Regions from separate parts of the Mus musculus genome. Here region 2 is linked to region 1. A link is a contact called in public Hi-C data. All regions are on one chromosome and are shown on one strand. The core of a region is the stretch at or near the end of the contact, and the rest is flanking DNA. Distances in the headings are between cores, read along the strand shown.

The links. Hi-C and Micro-C count contacts between places; a contact is called where the count stands out from the background.
Region 2: a Hi-C map of cerebellar granule neurons shows a contact between it and region 1, with 1.7 times the contacts expected there. The contact joins two enhancer-like sites. A contact is called at or near these places in 2 of 484 Hi-C or Micro-C datasets (brain and cerebellar granule neurons).

The regions. Positions count from the first base shown.
Region 1 is chr12:46,720,363-46,723,995 of GRCm38.p6, reverse strand. It overlaps Nova1 (NOVA alternative splicing regulator 1), which reads left to right. Exons shown (of 5, transcript NM_021361.2): 3 at 3,140-3,306. Among named protein-coding and RNA genes, the nearest start is that of Nova1, 97 kb to the left of the region's middle. Within about 2 kb of position 1,990, at least 8 of the 459 cell types and tissues checked have an H3K27ac peak or open chromatin away from gene starts, as enhancers often do. A contact at or near this core is called in cerebellar granule neurons, where this site is marked.
Region 2 is chr12:47,162,893-47,166,525 of GRCm38.p6, reverse strand. No RefSeq gene overlaps it. Among named protein-coding and RNA genes, the nearest start is that of Nova1, 350 kb to the right of the region's middle. Within about 2 kb of position 1,960, at least 93 of the 459 cell types and tissues checked have an H3K27ac peak or open chromatin away from gene starts, as enhancers often do. A contact at or near this core is called in cerebellar granule neurons, where this site is marked.

The DNA of each region.
Region 1 (3,633 bases), core at 741-3,240:
TGTGTGTGTGTGTGTGTGTGTGTGTGTGTGTGTGTGTGAGCGCGCGCGCGCGACCACAGAGCGAGGGGGGGTGGGTGAGGGGGGAGGGAGAAAGGGAATGTAACAGAATTCCTTCAAGAATGCTGACTGAAGGAAGTGGTGCTTTATGAGGCCTGGTGCTAGATAATCACAACTGTTCAAATTAGGAGTGGTCCTTAGTTGCTACATAACTACATAATATATGCATCTTCTCACTGCTCCAGACATCTTTCAAATACAGTTCTTTAAATTTGAAACCAATCAAATTTTCAATTGTGTTTGATCATAATATCTTTAAGTCAATACGTCTTATATAAAAAAAGAATCCTTATTTGCTAATGGAACTGAATGAGTGATCAATAGATGTCTTTATATCCCTGAAGAAATTTTTCTTCCTACTGGTGTGGTTAGTTTTTCAGTTTTCAGTGTTATCTATAACTATCATGTATGGCTGTCTTATTAAATTTAGTTCCAGCTGTTTGGGGTAGCCATTTCTCAGTACAGTGCTTTGCCCTGCCTCACATCAGTGTATGGGTCTGGATTTTTCTTCATACTAATATTGACGTGAAATCAATTGAAAATGCTGATACCTCCATGCGCATTTTCCCATTAACTGTTCATCCAATTTTTCCTTATTTGTTATTTTTGCCTAAGTTGTAATCCATTAGATTTATAGAATTGTCTTGTTCCAATTATGTTAACTTCTTTTGCCACTGAAAAGATACAAAATAAAAGGCACAGTGAACCTAGAGGAACTCCATCTTGAAGGAAGTAGTGTGTGTGCTGGGTAAAGAGGAACGGAGCCCCGTGCACATGTAACAGAGTATCCAGGAACTGCTCTAAGTGCCAAGCCCCAAATTACAGTAGCACGGAGAATATATCTTGCTGTATTTCTATGAAGACTTTGCTGTAAATGTGCTTGACAGTTAGTTGTACCTTCTTTTAGAAATGTATTTTTTTAGTTTTCGGTATTGCCTTTGAAATAAACACTTTAAGCCATTTTCGACATCACTGTTGCTCTTTGCCATGGGTCTTTCTTGTTATCAATACATATATTTATACATTCTCTCAACATATATGACGTGAAAATAGAAAGGGAGCTGGAAGTGGGGAGTTGTAAGGAAGGACAGGAAAGGGTGGTCAGTCCAGTGCCATCATGAAGTCACTCACTGCAGTGAAACAAGAGTCTCGTGCAGTGTGGGTTGGAAGAAGTGGCATCCTGTGTTCTGCATGATGTAGGATGGGTGTGCATTTTCCTATAGCTCATTCTCAGCTTTGTTGTACTCTATTTCAGAGTGTAGTAAATGCTGCCATTAAGCAAATAAAATGATAAATAACTGGCAGTTTAACGTAGACACTAATGGAGCCTAAAAGCCTTTAAAATGACAAAACCCAGCAACTTTTATGATTTATAGGCTCATTTGTGTTACACCGTTTTGGTCATATATTTGACAGTATTCCTTTTTTTTAAACTCTCTCCTAAAAAGTATGGTTTTGTGTTACCTGAGTGAAAAGGCATTAAAAGAATATAACAGAGTCTCAGCTAAGTCTGCTAATGCTAAGCACAGCTTCCTTTTGGGCCTGCCCTGTTTGCATGTTGTAAGGGAAAGACGGTAACGCAGGCAATCCCCAGTGTATATAGGCAACAGTAGCCCTCAGAAGGCCTTGTACCTGCTGTCATGTAACGTTGTTTTAAGACGGTCATGTTGCTTTATGGATGCAGGGGTTTCCATTTATTATCTGTTGGTCTTCAGTCTGCTGAACCCTGGTGGCTGTGCTCAGACTTGTGTTGTGTCAAATCAAAAGTCTAAGAATAACCCAGATTACACCGTCTGTAGTTACCTGGTGCCAGGTTTTCTTTGGAAGTCATCATTTCAGCTGGACTCTTTTGGCATCCACACAGCACTCAGTGGTGTCTCGGGAAGCGGTGATGTAATCCGATCCGTGTTCTGTGTGGTCTAAGAACCAGAATAACATTTTGCATTAGCTGCATTGATCGGGAATCCTCCCTAGTCATTTACTAGACAATTAATACAGTCTTGTAAAGGGCCCCCTGGGTAGCCCTATAAACGAGATTGTTTTACCCTAGGACTCAAAGATGCATCAGTATAGACAGGAGTAACTAAAGCTGATGAATAGAAGCAGGAAAACCTAAATCCACAGATCACATTATTCTCCATCCAGCCTTAAAGATAAGCTAAGCGCTCCTGAGATTTTTCTGAAACTGAGGAAATGTATTTTCATAATTCAAATTTTTATTGATTAAAATATGAAAATATAATAGATATACTTCTATAATTATAGTCTTAATTTTGTCCAAATATGTTTCTAAGACATGACAAAGGTGCTTCGCATTGGTCCTTAAAGCAGCAGATTGTTGTTTGTTTGTTTTTTTGTTTGTTTGTTTGTTTTGGACCTTAGCAGTTTTACAATATTGCATGTACAGAATGGCTTGATTTTTGAAATGCTGGGACCAATGGGAACTGTAGTGAATGGATGCAAAGGCTCAGAAAGTACTACTTTCTGCTTTGCAAGTCATGTGCTGGTTGGATTCAGTGAGGCAGTGGCTGCTATGTAAGACACACCTGCTGGGGTCAGTCTCAGATTTACTATTCACGTCCTGTCCGTAAGGCATGTCCATAAAATCCCTATATTCAGCATAGAACATCTAAATCCCATTTATATTTTGTATTTTATAATACATCATCAATAAAATTGGAATCTGTTCTTGTATTCAAAACGTTTATGATTTACCCACAAAACCTGAGCTCCTTAAAAGGCGTTTTCATAGATGCTGTCTGTTGCAGTTTCTAACTCCAAGGCCTTTCATGATTACTGCGTGTGTGTTTATCCCCAGAAATGAGTGATGTGCTTGCATCTCTGGATCTTTGGTTCTTCTGGAACCCAAATACCTGTTTTAAACTACAAAAAATTGGAGTGAATTCTAAGATCATTTTTTTAAATGAAGCAGATGTGGTGATTAGTTTTATGTAAATTGAGCATTAGAACTTCAGAGCCACGTGTGTTACAGTACTTAGTAACGTCATGCTGTCCTGTTTTCATAACTTTTCAGTGCAAAATGGAAAGGAATGCTTTCTGAAAATAACTCTTCTGTCTGCAGGTACTACTGAGAGGGTTTGCTTGATCCAGGGAACAATTGAAGCGCTGAACGCAGTTCATGGATTCATTGCAGAAAAAATCCGAGAAATGCCCCAAAATGTTGCCAAGACAGAACCAGTCAGTATCCTACAACCTCAGACCACCGTTAATCCTGATCGCATCAAACAAGTGAGTGTTTAGTTGGGAAATCAGGCAGAGCTATCCACAGTGCAGTAGGAATTCCTTTCAGAGGAAGCAGTTTAGCCTTAGCAGGAAGATGCTTACACTTACCTAAAATTGTCATTTAGAATTTGAAGACTTTTGGAGCCTTCAGTTGGCAAATCAATATATTGATTAATTTTACATTGATTAGTGATATACTAGGAGGCACTGAGATGCCTAGGATGGCTTTTTGCTAATATGGAGCTACAGGTTTTATTGATTTATGGAAATATATTTTGTTTAAAATATAAGAATTCTTAAATAAATTATGAAAAATGGAAATGACATTTATAT
Region 2 (3,633 bases), core at 711-3,210, 440 kb before region 1:
GTTTGTTTGTTTGTTTTGTTTTGTTTTTGAAAAGTGTAGATAATTTAATAAAAGAAATAGATCAAAATTCATTCTTAGTAATCAAGGTACATCAAAAATAAGCAATAGTTGTTTCCTCATTTATCTCAATACTTCAGATTAAAACACAGATAGTTCAAGAGTAAGAAGGGAAAAGATCTGTATATGAACGTAAATACTTGTATTCTTAACCAGTAAAAATAACACAAAGATGTTTCATTAAATAGATATATATCAATAGAAGATGACTGTAAGCATACATTAAGAGAATGTGGCCTGGTTCCACTCATAACAATCCCATAGGCCTTCAATCTGAATACAGAGTGGGTAGTGACAGTAACAATATATATTAAGTCTCAGCTATATGCAGGACACTTTGCCAAGTGAATTTTTTGTTTTCTTTCCAGTGTTCTTCATAACAATTCCCTGAAATAGGTACTACAGTCATCTTCATTTCTTATACATAAGCAAATCAAACTCCTAGGGTTTAGTAACTCTATATTTACTCATCCTGTGCTGTCAGGCTCACTGAAGTGTCACGTGTCAGTCTACACTGAATTTGAGAGCACACATGCTAATGAAGCCAAAAGAACTTCCAAATCTGGCCAAAGGAAAAATGTATTACAAATCAATATTAGATTATAAGTGGATAGGGTGACATGGGAAGCTATAGCTAGACCTCATGGTGGATCAAAAATGTGATGAAATATCTTACGCATTTCCCCCAAAGTCCAAACCATAAAAGGGGTGGTAATGGTGGAAGCAGCATATGTCCAGGTGCTGATAGCCTATTTATGCAAAGATGAATTTGGAGGACATGAGTCCTTTGTTCGTTTTTTGAGAGTTTTTAAAACCCCAACTAAATGACACAAAGAGGTCTGGCTAGGATAGAAACACCAATCAGACATATGGATTGATCATTCAAGCATCTTTCCTACCCTGATATCCTACTGTCACAACATGCTTGAATGTTTAAGGAAAAGGTATTCAGTTTGTTTCAAGAAGGAGAGAGAGGAGGAATGTGTGTTTTCTCTACTCTTCAGTTTCAAGTAAATGGACAATCTATCAAGAAAGCAAAATTATATTTGAACTGACAAGCATCATCCAGTGTTCACCTCAGGCAGTGTTCTCAAGTCACAGAGAAACAAAATGGCCCACCCTGAAGAGAGCCTTGTAATCCTAATGCCTAGAAGCCTGAAGCCTCACTACTACTGAAAGGGAGGCTGTCACTGGCCATGAGCTGAACACAAAGGGAATAACTGAAAGAACACAAAAAGTACAGTACTCCTTTGCTGAGATGAACCAGGTATCCACAGCGGATCTCCTACCTGTGGGTAAAGCTAAGTTAGCATCATTAGCTGTAGTCTACTCCTAGCTGGAGCTCGAAAGCAGTCTAAATCACTGAAGCAGTCCAACTGAGGACCTTTGCACAAAGGGATTCTGGCTAAAGGCGTAGCATCAGCCGCTGCACTCTGTCCCTCCCCTGCCCCAACCAGCATATGTGGTCTCTGGCTGTAGCCAGCCAACCTGGGCTTCCCTCCAGTTAGGGGCATATGGTAAGGTCACAATGGCCAAAGGGGTTTAAACAGAAGACTTGATTCAGACTCAGAAAGAATAAACATATCAAATGAAGGTGCACAGAAGCGAGAGGATCAGAGAGGCTCTGCAATTCTTCTTAGGGTTTCCGTGTTTTCTCTCTTTTGCACAGTGACTTGTCAGCGTACCTAGGTGGAATACGGGATGCGATAGGAGACAAGTAAAAAAAATAAATAAATAAAACTGAAATATTTTCAGATAGCACTGTGAACCTTGCAGAGTGCAGAAACGGTTTTACACGGCGCAGGAGTTTATGATTGCTGAAGCACCAAGGTCTAGCGCTGCCAAGAGTTTGCAGAGCAGCGGCTCCTCTGACAGGAACTGCGGAGCAATGTTCTTCCAACAGCCTGACGTCATCTGTGTTGGTTTGGGTGGGACTGGATTGAATGAGGATGAAGCTGACAAGAAAGGGATTGTGTGGCTCCGTGTGAGGAGGAATACATAATTTACAGACAATTCCCCACAGAAGCAGATGAAAGTAGCAGCATTCTTGTGGCCCAGAATTCACGATACAAAACACATTTTTCTGCCAGGAAGTAATATGTTGCAACTCTGACCCAGTTCGCCACCCACCTAACTCCATTAGGAAATAAATGAAATGGTCTAAATAAAGAGAGGCATTTAATTGAGGCTACGGTTTCCAGAACAGAAAGAGTCTAGGCTCTAATTAAGTATCTTCCAAGCCGCACTCATAGAGCTAAGGGGCTAGAACTGAGGGGACCTGAGGTCCTGTTTTGCACGACAATGGTACCGTCTGACTAACACAGCATCTGTCCAAATGACCAACACATGCGCATCTCTGTGTAAAGGAGCTTAGCAAACACATTTAATTTAGAAATTTGCAAGTGTAAGAGAGACAAGGAAAAATAGAGGCAATGACAAGCTGGTCCTGGGGCTTCTAGATCTATCCTAAAAGCAAAGACAACACAATTGTCCATACTTACCTGTGAACACATTTAATATGACTAAAAGGATTCTAAAATATTGACAAACAAACTTACAGATACCATCATTCTCTACAATTTTATGTCAGAAAACAACACTTGCTGAATTTTTAGTTTACCTCCCAACCCAATATGTTTTTTTTAAACCGTAGCAGAGTCTACCTTTTAATTCTGTTTCAGAAGTTAACTAGCTATTTTGATTTTCTGATCTATTAAATTAAAAGTGAGAATACGATACAAAAGCCAAAACAATACTGCTAATGAAAACCCACTAGTGTTTCAAGTCATTAGATGCGCAGAAGAGCTTCTGACTTATTAAAAACCTGTCATCTGCCAGCCGCTAACATTTGGACCAAGTCTTATGACACTGTCTTGACCAAAGTATGACAGAGCACAGAAATTGTTTAAGCAAAAACAAGGACAGTAAAAACAAAGGTTTTCTAAATTACTGTTGCCTGTGCCATTAAATTTCATATTGTGCATGGAATATAAATACATCACTTTGTTCTGCATGACAGGCAGAAGTGAGCATTCACACATTACTCAGCCACTTAATTAAGTGCCTGGGATATTTGCAGTTAGCAGAAACTAATAAGAGAATCACATTTAAATTCAAATCACTCCTCAGGGTAGCTGTCTGCAACATAAGCAAAGCTTACTGGGTGGATGTTCCACTAAATGCGCAGCTAAAGGCTCAGATTCACTATTTGTGAATAAAGAATAATTCTACTTGTGATTAAAGGTGAAAGTAAAACAAACAGTTCTGCTGGGGCTTTCTGAGTGACAATCCATTCTGCTCGTTTTAAATGCACAGTCTGTCTATTATGATGTCTGCTACAACAAGGGTATGATTTAGAGTGTGGCTGGTGTGAGGCGCTGGTTCCCTAAAATAAACAAACAAATGGGGAGACTGACCCTTTCCCGGTCAGCCTCTGCTGCTCCTCGCAGCCGAGCTCACACCAAGTCCCTGCACTGCAGACAGTAAGCAGCAACATTATGAAGAAGTCTCCATTCAAAAATAGCAAGATAGAGGGTCACAGGGAGTGAGGGGGCGGGGCTGAAAGGGAGGGAATTC